2 separate regions of the Mus musculus genome follow, and region 1 is linked to region 2. Evidence: chromatin contacts called from public Hi-C data. All regions are on one chromosome and are shown on one strand. The core of a region is the stretch at or near the end of the contact, and the rest is flanking DNA. Distances in the headings are between cores, read along the strand shown.

Region 1 (7,482 bases), core at 2,106-4,605, 170 kb before region 2:
TATTAACCAATCGGGTATTTTAGGTTTGTTTTGTTTTGTTTGTTTGTTTGTTTTTCAAGCAATTTCTTAGAGAGATATTTGTCTTTGCCATTAAACTGATTAAACATTTGCTGACTTGTGAGTGACAGCCAGGGAAGGAAACACCACCCAGGATCCCTGTGATCCACCAAGTGGTTTCTGGTTGTGAGATGGTACCTAGTTAAGGCATCCTGTATGGTTGGAACCAAATGCAGATTCCTGAGCACTGCTTGAGGTAGACTAGTTGGAAGAGAGGGAACTCAAGATCTGAATATTCATAACCACCCTAGCAGGCCATGTTAAACCAGAAACTCTAGCAGTTTTATTACAAGAAGTGTGAATATGTATGGGGTGTGGGATGTGCTTTCTCCTCTTGAAAATGCTTACTAGAGGATATTAGGTAAGTAAACATTTAATGGATTTTCCAGATTTTGTTTGGAAATTTGATCCAGATCCTAATTGAATGGAGTAACTGAAAATAATGCCTTCAAGTGCATAACCCACACACCCATGGGGCTTAAAGTCTGCCAGGTCATCCTATACTAACACCACAGGGTTGTCACTTATAACAGAGAGGACATGGGCAAAAGGACATCTGGGCTTAACCTACAGCAGAGGTAGGACGTGACTGTCTCTAGGAAGAAGGGCTCTCTGAGTGCCATAATGCCTTTATCCTGCCACCTGGGCTGGGAAAACCCCTTACCTTTTTTGGCTCCCTCTGGAACAATCCTGTACACCTTGTATGGGTCAGAGATATCCAGCTGGCTCCTCTCGACCAATTCCTCAAAGTCATTGCTCTTGTTCAGAGCACATCGTAATCTTGTCTTCCAAGTAGGAGGATCTGGCTTGTCGATCCCTTCTCGGAACTTGCCTTTAAACAATGCCCAAGCCTAAGAACGATGAGAAGAAAAGTCAAGCCCAGAGCGTCAAAAGAATTCTATGGATTGCATTTCAGCAAGGAAGGTTACTGTTTCAAATTTGCTGTTGCCTGAAATGTGGAACATGATGTTAGTGGGGTCCTGAGACCCCTAGTATGGGCTGTACACGCCCAGCGCCTGAATCAAGTGTGGGCAAGACTGGGGACAGAGCTGTGGAGGGGGCAGGCCCCAGAGAGGACATCTACAAAATCACAGAGGTACTTTGAACAAATTCCCGCAGGAAGTCCCCTTCCTCGGCCTGCTGGCAGGTGGAGGCTGGGGGCTTCACAGTTCAGTGAGCCAGTTCTCTGGGGACATCAGTCCTAAGGGACTCACACGGGGTCGGAGGGGGATACCAGAGAAAGACTCGGAATAGTCAAAGCTACTCAAAGAAAGAAAATCAGAGATCGCAGCTTCTAGAACTAGAACCAGACAGTAGAGGTGCCCAATCAAAGAAACAAAACCCAGAGAGAGAAACTCAGAAAAATAACAAAACACAGAGAGACAGGGAAGCAGAGAGTGGCCCTAGCAGTCGGTGGTGGTGGCAGGAAACAGCGAATGGGCTATGCAAACGGAACCTCGGTCCCCCAGAGATGCCCCTGAAGCTGGAAGTTCTTTCCTCCACACAAACAGTATTGGGACCTGGTTTCTTGTGTATGCAATCCCCGGAGAGTTTGCAACCTCTTTCCCTTCTCCTGGGGACTTTGCCTAAGCAGGGTCCAATGCTTGATGCTCTGGCCTCCTCCTTGCAGGAGCCCACCTCTTAGTCCCTTGCCCGGGAGCCACAGACATTCAGAGCTTTCAGATTCCCCATCCCCACCCCCACCCCTGCCCAGGGATCCCTGAATGCTGCTAACCTTGAAGAGGGCAGCGTCCTCCTCACGATTGTAGTCCTGCTTGCCCGCGTGTTTCCACGGGATGCGGAAGACGCTCTTCTCCTCGTTCTCCCACACCAGCCCGGGGTACTTGCCGCTGTCGATCTGGTCGATCAACCACTGTCGGAGTTTCCCATTGCCGCAGCTCACTGCGCTCATGCCGAACTCTGAGCCCCGGCTGCCCGTCTCCAAGTTCATGACGCGTGCGGACCTCCTCCTGGGCTTGTGCGCTGAGGAGAGACACACATTCCCTGCAACTACCTTCGCATCACTTTGGAGGCGGGAGGAAGCCCCGTCCCAAACTCTTGCAGTGCCCACGAGGCCCCGAGTCTCTGAGGCTGCCAAGGTGCTCGGGTGCAGTGCCAGAGTCTCCGAAGTCCCCCAAGAGAAGGTACTTTGACGAAGGTATAGAGAGCATCCCTTGGCGCGCACCATCCTCCTCCTCCTCCTCCTCCTCCTCCTTTTTTTTTTGCCTGTCTGTTCTTTCTTTTATTAAAAAAATTAGGTAATTTCTTCATTTACATTTACATTAACACGCTCCGTTGAAAGCTCCTAGCTACACAGCTTCTCTGCAGATCCCAAGTCTTGCGCCACGCTGGGGCGCTCACTTTGCTCACTCGTCCCTCTGTGCTGGATCCAAGTAGCTTTCATCCCACTTTTCCCTCACTGTTTCTACACTTGCCCCTTCCTGGGTTTAGGTTGCCCTGGCTGCCCCAGGCGAAAAGGACCTGGCACATGGACTAGCCCTTGTCCAGGTCCTGTGTCCCTGCCATGCAGGTTTGCGGTACCTAGCTTACTCTCTTGACTTTCTTCTATGACACCCTTACTTTGTCCTCGGAATAACCCCAGGCCTACCCAACCAGAGACCATCACGTGGGTCCTGGAAGCAACAAGTGGAAGTCTGGTTATGGGGCAAGCAGCGCAGCCAAGAAACAGGAGATTCCAACCTGCAGAATGTCAGCGTGAACCCTGGCAGGAATGAAGCCGAGGCTGGGAATAAGGGGTGCTGCGGACAGCAACACTAGCACTCTTGCCAGAGAAGTGAAGAAGGGGCATGCGGGGAAAGGGGCTCTGAGCACCCTAAGTTTGGAGCTCTCAGCTCTTCTTGGCTGCCCGGCCTAGGAATCACGCTCTGGAGCCCTAGATGAGTTTGGGTCCTTTAGGAACCAGGGCTGGAAAGGAGCTTTCCACTGGAGCAGAGAGAGTCAGAGGCTGTCCCTCTGAGGACAAGCTGTGGCCAGTGCGATCCTTTGATGACACCACAGTCCCATTAGCTCGTCCCGCCCAGCCCGTGGGGGATGTTCTGGAACTCCCACCCAAACAGCTTCATACAAAACCCGAAGTGCACAGGTCCTAGGGCAGCGTAGATGAGCGGAGCCTGGGTCCGCTATCTCAGCATTCTCCCTCAGGCTCAGAGATGGAAGCCAGGCTTCCTCTGCCACCAGCCTCACACTCCTCCTTCTGCCCGACTACAGGCCTTACCTCACCCGCACTCTTAGCTGAGGGCAGCAAAGGGTCCCAAGTTCAAGTGGTGAAACTAGGAAAGTGAGGTGAGAAAGAGGAACTTTATAGAGCCGGAGGCGGAGTGCAGGGCGGGCGCTTCGGCCCCGCCTTGAGAGGGCGTGGCTTGCCCATACCCAGGACCGCCCCCCACCTCTGCCTTGTGCCTGGGTGTCCCGCAGGAACAGGAGCTTCGGACTAGAGCCCACCGGGTCAAGGGCTGTCCCACTTCAGACAAACCCTGGCTTTCTTCAGCTCCTCCTGTGGAGGGGGCTGGGGACTCTGATGTACTCAGAAATCCTCAACCGGATGGGACAAGTCGGTATGGCCCGTTCCTGTGAAGGTGGAGGCATGCAAAGGGGATACTGGAATCTGCACTGAGCATAGCTGATAACTACTAACTGCTCATGGCCAGGTTGGGAAGTGATGGAGAGTCTGGAGCACAGGGAACTTGGTTCTCACAGCATGTGACAGAAGAGATAGACTGAGAGAGGTCGGGAGCATCCTTGGGCAAAGCGGAGTCTTGTCTCTCTGAGCGTTTAGAGAATATCACGCTCACTAAAAAGAAAAATAGAAAGGCAAGTTTATAAGCCGTGGCCCAAATACTGTGTTTGAAACGCTTATACATGTTGGGTGAATGAAACCGACGAATTGAGATGACTCAGACAAGCACAGTCCCCAAAGTTTCAATCATGGCAACATAAAAGAGATGGGGGATCCCTGAGTACTCAGGTAGTTAGCGCGCTTCCGGATGTCAATTCACCTTAAAATGATAATTTTAACCTCAGCCTCGTGGGAGGCAGTTGCCGGTGAGGTACCAATGCCCCAAATAGAACAGCTAGGCTGACTGAAGGTTTTACTTTATTTTCGTGTTTTCTTTGACCTTCATATGTAAACTCCATGAGCTTTTGCCGCTGACTTTCTCCAGCTCAGCTTGGATGCCTGGAGCTTATATGTTATCTTGGTGTTTTCAGGTAAGCAAGCAGACTACCAGTTTCTGTATCATTTTAGATTACCACCACCACAGGTCAACTTGGAGCGTTTGTAAAGATTTGACAACTTTTTCATTTCACATGTTTCTCAGTTTTTCTTTTAATCTTCCATCCTGGGTTCTGGACTTTAGGAGAAACATCTGATTTTGGCCACAGGAAAACTGGTGCAGAGATGCCCACCGGCATGTTTTTTTTTCCTAACATCAACAGGCTTTCTCAGAAATTAACAGGATGCCATGTCGTTCTTTCACCCCAATTAGTTTTCCATTGTCAGAGCCCTGGTAGTAAACAACAGAGTTTCGTTCAAAGAAAATTTTGGTCACACCCATTTTCCCCTCTTCTTCCTTTGGGGTTTCATTCATTCAAAAATATTCTTTGAACACCTTCTGTCTGTCGGGAACTATCCCGGTCACCAGAGACACACCTCGGAGCAAAGCAGAGATTGTAGCTTCAGATAGCACAGCCTTGCTGCTGAGGAATTACATTTCTTCAAAGCGTGCACAGACTAAGGACAGAAGCAGCCAACCCGAGGTTTTTGGTTTTTTTTTTTTTTCTTTTTTCTTTTTTTCACTTAGACACACGTGTCTTCTACCTTGACTTAGGCGGTTTCAACATTTTCCTCAGCCAATCTACATCCTCTGTTTTCAGAAGTTTAAACAACAGTCATTACAAGAAACCTTTTGAGACTTCACATGGTTATCTTGTTTAAAAGATATGATTACTAATCTTCAACGCCATCTTCTGGTTTACTCGCTCGCTCGTTGTGTGGATCCCCCAGAAGTGATAGTTTAACAGTGAGGTGAATGCAAGCAATAAGCTACCTAAATCATTAAAACTTCCTATTTTATTAGCATCTATTAGTTGCACACAGCAGTGATGGGTTTCATTATGACATTACCTTCATCTCCTCTGTCGCCATTTCTTACCACTCGTCCCTCCAGCCCTCCCCACCCCATGTCTTTAACCAGTCTGCCTTTTACTTTCTTACCCCTGCCCCCAGCATGGGAAAACATGTGAGACACACATTTATTTCACACCACACGACATATTGAGTTCCAGTTTCAACCGTTCCTTGCAAACAGCATACCCCGGTTTCTCTTTTTAGTTGAATGTGATTCCCTTGTGAATCACATGCTCCCATTGTTGCTGGTGGAGAGGAAGGAATGGCCAGGTGGGCCCTTCTAGCTGACCACTAAGAACTTCTTAAATCACAGTCAGACTTGAAAGAATGGGGACAATTTTGCCAGTAGGCAATTTCCCATCCTCTTTCGCACTGACACTTAAGAAAATCGATACATGTCACAGTGAGATGGCGGACTGTTGTTTGAAAAATGTCACAGGAAATTAGTGAATTGAGCATCCGTCCCAAAGGCAGAGCTCCATACTCCCCGAGGAGATTACTAATGTTATTGGGCTAAGGAGCCACTGAGCAGTGATCGAGGTCTGAATGGGGCAAACTTTTCATTCATACTTCCCATAAAAAGACGGTAAGAAAAGCTAGACTGCAGCTCAGTATTTTGAGAATTGACCTTTTAAAATTATACATTCACAAGTAAGAACAAGTGGTTTATAGAGCCAGTCAGTGTTAGATACTCAGAAAGACATTATTCAGCCTAGGGTGTACCGTGGCAGTAGAATGCTTGTCTTGTGTGTGGAAGGCACTGGGTTCAATTCCCAGTACTCTCTCTTCCAAGAGACGGAGACCTTGTTTCGGATAAATGTATTTTCTGATGACCTCACTCTTTTAAAATGAGAACTACATTTGTTTTTGTTTTGTTTTGTTTTGTTTTGTTTTGTTTTGAAGTAAAATTCTATCTTTGGGAAAAATTATTTTATAAAACATTAAAAAATAAAACAGGAAAGAAAAAAACTTTGTTGTTTTAATGCATTGCCTCTGATTTAAAACGAAGACAAAACCTCTGATGCTTTGATTCCAGGTGCATGGACTAACGCCCACTGTGAGCCCTGACAACCACTTCATGATACATGGACGAGAGGAGGTGTCTAGAGTTCACAGGGGTGAAAGCGTGGGTGGTGAGTTAACTTTCCCACGTTCAAGAGTGGCGGTGACCCTGCTTTCTGCAGTGCTCTGACAACAAAATTATGTGCATCGCAAGTGCTCACCCACTTGGACTATGATTACGTATATCCTACATTAGCCCTTGGGAACTGTCACAGACATAATGATATGCACCCTTCAAATGTACCTGTATGGTGTTCAGGGCAACGCATTTTAGTCCAATTGTGCACATAAGAAGAGAGATCCAGAGAGGCCACTAGCCATCACTGTGACTTGCCCAAGAAGTAAGCTTTTGTGAACCTGTCTTACCCATGCATGCATCTATTTGCTCCACTTTGGGTTAAAGTCAGGGGTATGGGGAGATGGCTTAGTTGGTAAGAGTGCTTACTCTGCAAGCATAAAGACCTGAGTTCAAATTCTCAGCATCCATGTGAAAAAGCTGGGCATGGATCCCAAGAGCTAAACTGAACATTATTAGTAAAGTGATGTATTTGTGGGCAACAATACAACTATTTATTTTATATAAGGTCCCGAATATACCTTAACTGAAATTGCAAAAATCCTCTAAGTGTTTTGTGACTTCAGACAATTCCAGTATCAAACATCCCCAGATCATCAGCCATTGAGGAGAAGTTGTTGGGAACACATTTAATACCAGGAGTCAATGCATATGGTAGAAAAAAAAACCACATTCAATCCTATAGAAGATGAGACTTGTCATTTTCATCAATCATGTAATAAGGAGTCACAAAGTCTGTGACTCTAGAGCAACATTGTCCCTTTCTTCCTTCGTCATGTTTATAAACAACCAACTGTTCCCTTTTTGTCTCCTTTGATTGTGAGCATTCTAAGAAGTTTCCCTGTAATGCTCCGTTCTCTGACTTGTAATGTTTGCTACGTAAATAGTGACGTGGCTCTAAGCAAGGAAACACTTGATGCTGCCAATTCCCGTTCCCAAGCCAACAAAAATGCAAATACTCTGTAATCACTGGGGACAATTTTTCGAAAACTGAAGCAAGAGGTGAAAGGCAAATGGCACTGTCTCATTTCACCCATTGGCAACGTGGCTTGGCTCTGGATTATTCTAAACTGTATCTGCTATGTTTCTTTTCAGCAGAACACTGTAAAACACAGGAGTGATGCTGGGGCACACGGGGCGG
Region 2 (6,739 bases), core at 1,444-3,943:
GCAGCATCCCTCTTCATCACTCTTCCCCATGCTCCTCCGCTTCCTAGTTCCTACATCTAAACACTGCTTGAGAGCTAGAGAGGCAACCAACCACTGTGCTCACAGTGACATTCAAGGTGACCTTTGAGCTGTTAGCACAGAAGGGAGTGTCTTGTCTGAGGTGTGAAAGCTTGAGACTCTCTGCCCCTAGGGGCTTTGCCTGAGGGCCAGGAGGTTTTTGCCTGAGAACTATGGAAGGTGCTGGTTCTGACTCATCTTGCCAGATGCTGTTGGACAGTTTGCTTCATTAGAAAAAGATACATCTGGCCCAAGTAAGTATGATAAGCACATAAACAAATATAAAAGGTGCTATTCCAGACTTAAGATACTGCCTCAGAGAAGCTGGGTAGCTTGTGTGCTAGACAGAAGATTTTTGCCTATGTTCGTTTTTTCTATACTGGAAACTGCTTCTCATCTTTGAAGACACCTTAATTCATGCAGATATTGGTAGGTAATATGAAACAGGCCATCACATGTTTACAGAAATGTGTGCTTAAATCACTTCATCATTTGCTTTAAAAAAAAAGATTTATTTATTTTATATATATGAGTACACTTGTTACTGTCTTCAGACACACCAGAAGAGGGCACCAGATTCCATTAAGATTGCTGGGAACTGAACTCAGGACCTCTAGAAGAACAGTCAATGATCCTAACTACTGAGCCATCTCTCCAGTCCCATTTGCTTGTTTTAAAGTCTCATGATGCTACCCTGGCTGGCCTCTGGGCTCAAGTAATCTTCTGGTCTTGGCCTCCTGAATTGTATAGGTTCCCTGTGCTTAGCTTAGTACAGTCACCACTGTGCTTAGCTTAGAGCACTGACTCTCAACCTGTGTGTAAGACACCTTTGGGGATCGAACAACCCTTTCACACAGGGTTATGTATCAGAAATTCTGTATACCGGATATTTATATTATGACTTGTAATAGTAGAAAAAGTACATTTATGAAGTGCTAATGAAATATATATGATTGGGGTCACTACCATGTGATGAACTGTATTAAAGGATTGAAGCATTAGGAAGATTAAGAATTACCAGTGTCTACAGCCATACCACCCTGAACTCACCTGATCTCGGAAGCTAAGCAGGGTCAGGCCTGGTTAGTACTTGGATGGGAGAACTGCCAGCTTGGAGGAATCAGTTTGGAGCAAATGCTGAGATTATCTCATTTTAGTATGTGCTAAATTCACCACAGGAATTATTTGGTGATTTGGGGATGAAACCTAGGAACTTTCTAAGCACATGTTATGCCACTGAGCCATAATTCAAGCCAAAAAAAATATATTCCCAGTACCCACAGAGTAGCTTACAACCATCTGTAACTCCATTTCCAGGGGATGTGACACCCTCTTCTGGCCTCTGTAGGTACCAGGGAGCACACATGGTACACAGATATGCATATAGGCTAAAATCCACATAATTAAGCAATAATTTTTTAAATTATAATATTCAAAATAAAAAGAAGGAAGGAAGTTAGTGGAGCTGATGGGGGAGGGGAGGGTGGAGTTTGCACAGGATGGTGGCATAGACCCAGAGATGGGTAGGAGGAAAGAGAAAGGACACATATAAGGTACCCTCTCATTGATCCTGGGGCAAAGCAGGGAGCACTCATGCCCTAAACTCTATGGGAAAACATCTCAAATTTCAGGTAAAGGTTTTGGGCTATGGGATTCACACAAAATGACATGTGTAGACCCGGAGGGAGAAGAGTGACACCAGGGAGTCTATTATGGAAGTCACAGTGCCTGGGAGAGCCTCGCCTTCTGGGAGATCCACAGATACCTGAGAGAAATCAGACCTCCCCAGGAGTGAAGAATAAAAGACAAGACAATTAATTCAGTTTCATGGGATTTCAGCCAGAGCTTGGCTCTTCCTATACATTAAGAAAGAAATGCTTTGCTATGTGCAATTACTACCCAAAGTCCTGAGACATAGATCTATTCCCTTCCCCCACCAACAGAAGTCAGTTAAAAACAGGGGCTCTCAGGGAGTAACTGATACTTTCATAATTTATGGCTTGGTTTCCTGGTATGTACTTATGTACTATCCTCCTCTCTCTCTCTCTCTCTCTCTCTCTCTCTCTCTCTCTCTCTCTCTCTCTCTCTCTCACTATTATCAACTTGGTGATTTCCTCTCCACAGAGAGAGGCACCCTTGTGGGTTTTTCCTGTGATCTCCTAAGTTTCTCCCTAGTGGTCCAGGACTTCACCAATGGAAAAGTCACAGACACACCCTTGCCCCCATTAGGCCTGAGCACTCACATCTCTAGATTCCTTCCTTCTTACATCTGGAACATCACTGACCTTTCTGCTGAAGCGTGGTCCCTGTCCTCAACACAGGCCCAAACCTGAAGTAGTCTGAGAAGTAGCTGCTGATTCAGGGTTCAAACTGGGACACACAGAACAGAGCTAGAGCTAGTCAAGGCTCTATTCTCAAAATGCAAAGGAAAACACCACTCTTCAGTCCAGGACAAGGACGGAATTAATGGCTGGCAGAAAAGAAGGAGTTTTCTGAGCATCTCCATAGAGCCTGCTGATATGGACCTGTGAAGTGCCTTCCACAGCTGCAACAGAGCGAAGGCTCCCCAGAGAAGAGAAGCCTTTATGTGGAGGCTCCGGTCATTCTTCAGAACACAGCTCTTCCCTTTTCTTCCTTCTGGGGGAACTCCTAGCCCACACCCTGGCTACTTTGAAATAGAACAGGTAACCAGAGCCTGCACAAGCTTGGGGGACACTGGGGAAGTGGGAAGGACAGTCCCTCTGCACAGGAGACACTCAGTGAGTGACAATCAGCAGTTTCCCACTGTCCAGATGGTGACATTTAACTAGCCAAAGACTGGTACAAAGTCCCAGGCACATGAATCCCTGTTGGAACTTGGCTTTCCCTTGAAGGCGTCACTTACTTTTCTGATGACCAATTTAGCAACTGTCTGTCACTCTTTTGGCATGCTTGTACTTTTAAGGAATGTTGGGTGCCAGAGATGAAGACTCAAACAGGTAAAGAAACGTCCTTGCCTGGCCCCCATCCCCAGTACAGAGGATCAAATCCATGGCCTCTTATATTTGGGTAACCCATCTACCATCGAGCACCTCCCCAACCCTTTGACCCTTCATTATGAAAGAAGAAGAATAAAGAGGTAGTTTTTTTTACATAAAGGGAAACACGTCTGAGACTGGAAGGGATCTAGTGAGCTGATACCCTCCTACTTCTGCCTCCTGCATGATAGGATCATAGCCATGGCCACCACCCTCAGAGTTACCTTCACTAGTGCCTATAAAACAGGAAGCATGCTATGCAGCTCCCTCTGGGGGTGCCCTGAGGAACACAGTATGACCATGAAAAGCACCCAGGAGCTGTAAACCAGGCATGAAGCAAGTTCATCTTCCCAGGATGGGTGCTCCACCCACAGGGCCTGTCTGCAACATGGCTTGAAAATGCAACTCCAGCTTCCCTTTTCTGGAAACTGTCTCCCACTCTGTGGCTTCTCCTGCCCACTACATGCACTATGTGGCTAGATAGTTTTTTGTCTGCTGCCGTGTCCACCAAGCAAGCATCGGTTCATTACACTCCCTTGCGAGATCAATAAGTTCATCTTCCGCTGTAGTGATACAGTACTGTCATTTATGGGTGGCTGAGGGCTGCTTGCCCGAAGCTCCTTTTTCACTTCATGATAAATTATTCCAGATGCTTTTTTTAACCTGAGAGCTTCCGGGGCACCTCAAGAAGTAAAATGCAGAGCTCTGTTTCTGTTGCTTCAAACACAGGCAGTTGAAAACATGGGCTTATTGAGAAGACCCAGTTAGCTCCTCCTCCCCCTGAGTGGCAAGCACAGTGCTTTGTTCTGTGTTCCGCCCCAGAACAGTGGCTGGCAGCACTCAGTAAGTACTGTTTACCAGGGTTTTGTGTGGATGCTGGGAATTGAACCCAGAACCTCATACATGCTAGGAGAGTGCATTATCAGTGAGCTTCACCTCACCTCCCATTGTCAGAACCAAGAAGACTCAGGAAGGCTCTGTTTGCCTCAGAGGTGTTCGTAAGAACTCAGAGGACCAGATAGGACACTCTCTGAAGGCAAGGGAAGATGGTTTTGACGGTTTGGACCTAATTGGTAAGGGTCTGGCTCCAGGGAAAAGCTGATCCAAATGACCACGGAAAGGAAAAAAAAAATCCCTCTTGTCTTTTTAAAGTGTTATTTATTTTATGTAGTTAGGTGTGTTTTTTTTCCCTACCCCTTTGTTTGTGAATAATGTTCATGCAGTGCTCTTGAAAGCCAGAATGGGGTATCAGATCCCCTGGAATTAGGTTAAGGACAGTTCTAAAGCATCTAAAGTGCTGGGAATTGAACCTGGGTCCTTTGAAAGAACATCTAAATGATCTTAATCGCTGAGCCATTTCTCCAGACTACCCTCATTTCTCAAAGGCTCATCTCTGAATAGTAGAAAATGCCCTGAAATACTCACAGGGTCATTTCTCATAGGGAGATCACACATTTTGTTCCCCTTAAAGACCTTTTTTCCCCTAAAGTTACATTCATTACATGCTTAACAAAATGGCTAAGTTGAAAACTCAGAAAATATGAAAAGGGAGTAAGTTAGTGAACAACTGGAATGCATGGTTACTACTCTGTGGGATGTAATAGTAGGGCAGTTTTTGGGAACTGATACTGTCTATTGCTTAGAAGAAATGTGTATATAAGTAACAGCTAATGTTTACGAACCACCTGGATGTAAAACAGTAAAATAAAAGAGGTAGCTATGCTTTATTCAAATAACAGAATACCATATAACAATGAGATTTTATATATAAAATCATATGTAACCATATTAACAAAACTCAAGACAATGAATAGGGGCTGGAGAGATGGCTCAGTGTTTAAAAGCACTTGCTCTTGCAGAGAAACCAGGTTTGACTCCCAGCAAGCACACAGTGGCTCACAACCATCTGTAACTCCAGTTCTAGGGGACCTAATACTCTCACCTGACCTCTGTGATCTCTATCTAGGCACAGACATGCCACACAGACTTACATGCAGGCAAAACTGTCATATACATAAAATAAGCAAATCTCTAAAAATCTCAAAAAAAAAACCAAAAACCATGGAGGAAAGAAGATAGTCGTTAAACATTTTCCTTGAGATTCAATTTACATAAAGGTCAAATATAGACCGAACAAATCTATTTTGGTAAACAGGAGAAGGTTGTCTGTACCCACGGGCCTGGGAGAGGGCATGACTTTAGGATCGATGATACTTGTGTTGTCTCCATCTGATACAAGGACGGGTTCATCTTATAAAACTTCTGCTTTGAAGATGGCCTAGTCGGCCATCATTGGGAAAAAAAGGCCCCTTGGTCTTTCAAACTTTATATGCCCCAGTACAGGGGAATGCCAGGACCAAGAAGTGGGAGTGGGGTGGGTAGGGGATCAAGGGGTGGGTATAGGAGACTTTTGCGATAGCATTTGAGATGTAAATGAAGAAAATATCTAATAAAAAAAATAAAAAACAATAAAACTGCTTTGTGCTGACCTCTAAACTGTGACCTCTAAACAGGTGTCATTGAATACCAACAGGTTATTTCATCTACAGAAAATGCTTTTCCTAGTTTTTAAGGAGGGAGCTTGTCTTACACAGTAATGACTAGCCACTTTATAGTGGCTTCTATGCAGCAGCAACAGCAAGTCCTGGCCAAAGCAGGTGCTGTGATTGTCATCCCTTCAGTGCAGGGATGAACACTTCCCGGCATCCTAAGTCTCACAGGTCTCACAGAACCTGGATGACCAGCCTTGTCTGGTATTCAATGACACCTGTCTAGAGGTCACAGTTTAGAAGTCAGCACAAAGCAGAAGTTTTATTGTTTTCTAAATTTTTATTAGATATTTTCTTCATTTACATTTCAAATGCTATCCCAAAAGTCTCCTATACCCACCCCCTGCTCCCCTACCTTGTCTGTGGCTTTAATCAGTATAGAGCCAAGCCTTTGGGACCCATTTGGAAGCAGGCTCAGGTCCACCCTCCCTCCTCAGGCACCTGTATCCATGTAGCAAGCCCATCAGGCTGTTCTTAGCTCAGCTTACAGTACCACTAGCTGGACCTCTCTGTTCCCTAGCATGCAGAACTCTGACCATAAGGAGTATCACAAATAAAAGGACACCAGAGAATCTTTGAGAGAGGACTGTCTTTGTTTAAGGTTGGATCACGTGCTGTTTGGATGGGACAGGTGAAGCTAGAAAATGAGTTGCTTGCCCTTTCAGAGATCAGAGAAGTAGAGAACAGGCACAAAGATCTACGGATGGAAAGTGTAGAGTTACTTCACAAGGAACCAAAGTTTGGAGTGAGAATTTTCCAGGCTGAGGCTATTGAGTGACTTCTAAAAATAAGACTGAAAATACCTGTTATGTACTTTGTCCTAATAACCTGTACTGACTCCTACACACATCACTGCCTTGGGGCTTAGAGAGTCCAGGAAGATGGGCCAGGAGCCACTGGCAGGAACACTGTGAGAGCTGGGTGTAAGGGATACAGGAGAAAAACCAGACACCCGAGGCAGAGACCACATCTCAATGTGTGAGTTCCCAAACAGTCCCTGGGGGAGTGAAGGTTTCCCCTAGTATGCAAGATAAGGAATGAGGGAAATTTTGCCTGAGTTTTGAAAGGCAGAGTGGCCTAATCTGATATTTGAGCCACTGTATCAAGCAAATTCCT

Evidence for each region. Hi-C and Micro-C count contacts between places; a contact is called where the count stands out from the background.
Region 1: a Hi-C map of bone marrow-derived macrophages shows a contact between it and region 2, with 37 read pairs. The contact joins the promoter of Irf4 here to the enhancer-like site in region 2. A contact is called at or near these places in 10 of 39 promoter capture datasets (the 3T3-L1 cell line, 3T3-L1-derived adipocytes, the C10 cell line and 7 more), 3 of 15 datasets of contacts at CTCF or cohesin (CD8 T cells, large pre-B cells and pro-B cells), 18 of 484 Hi-C or Micro-C datasets (the 63-12 cell line, the AML12 cell line, B cells and 15 more), 12 of 115 datasets of contacts at active chromatin or transcription factors (the 230-238 cell line, CD8 T cells, acute myeloid leukemia and 7 more) and 3 of 9 other capture datasets (adipose tissue, liver and macrophages).

What each region holds. Positions count from the first base shown.
Region 1 is chr13:30,745,106-30,752,587 of GRCm38.p6, reverse strand. Irf4 (interferon regulatory factor 4) reads right to left here and starts at 3,355. Exons shown (of 9, transcript NM_013674.2): 1 at 3,293-3,355; 2 at 1,793-2,040; 3 at 722-908. The coding sequence starts at 2,008.
Region 2 is chr13:30,579,390-30,586,128 of GRCm38.p6, reverse strand. No RefSeq gene overlaps it. Among named protein-coding and RNA genes, the nearest start is that of Gm35109, 32 kb to the left of the region's middle. Within about 2 kb of position 2,693, at least 27 of the 459 cell types and tissues checked have an H3K27ac peak or open chromatin away from gene starts, as enhancers often do. A contact at or near this core is called in the 63-12 cell line, CD8 T cells, the CH12 cell line and 4 more, where this site is marked.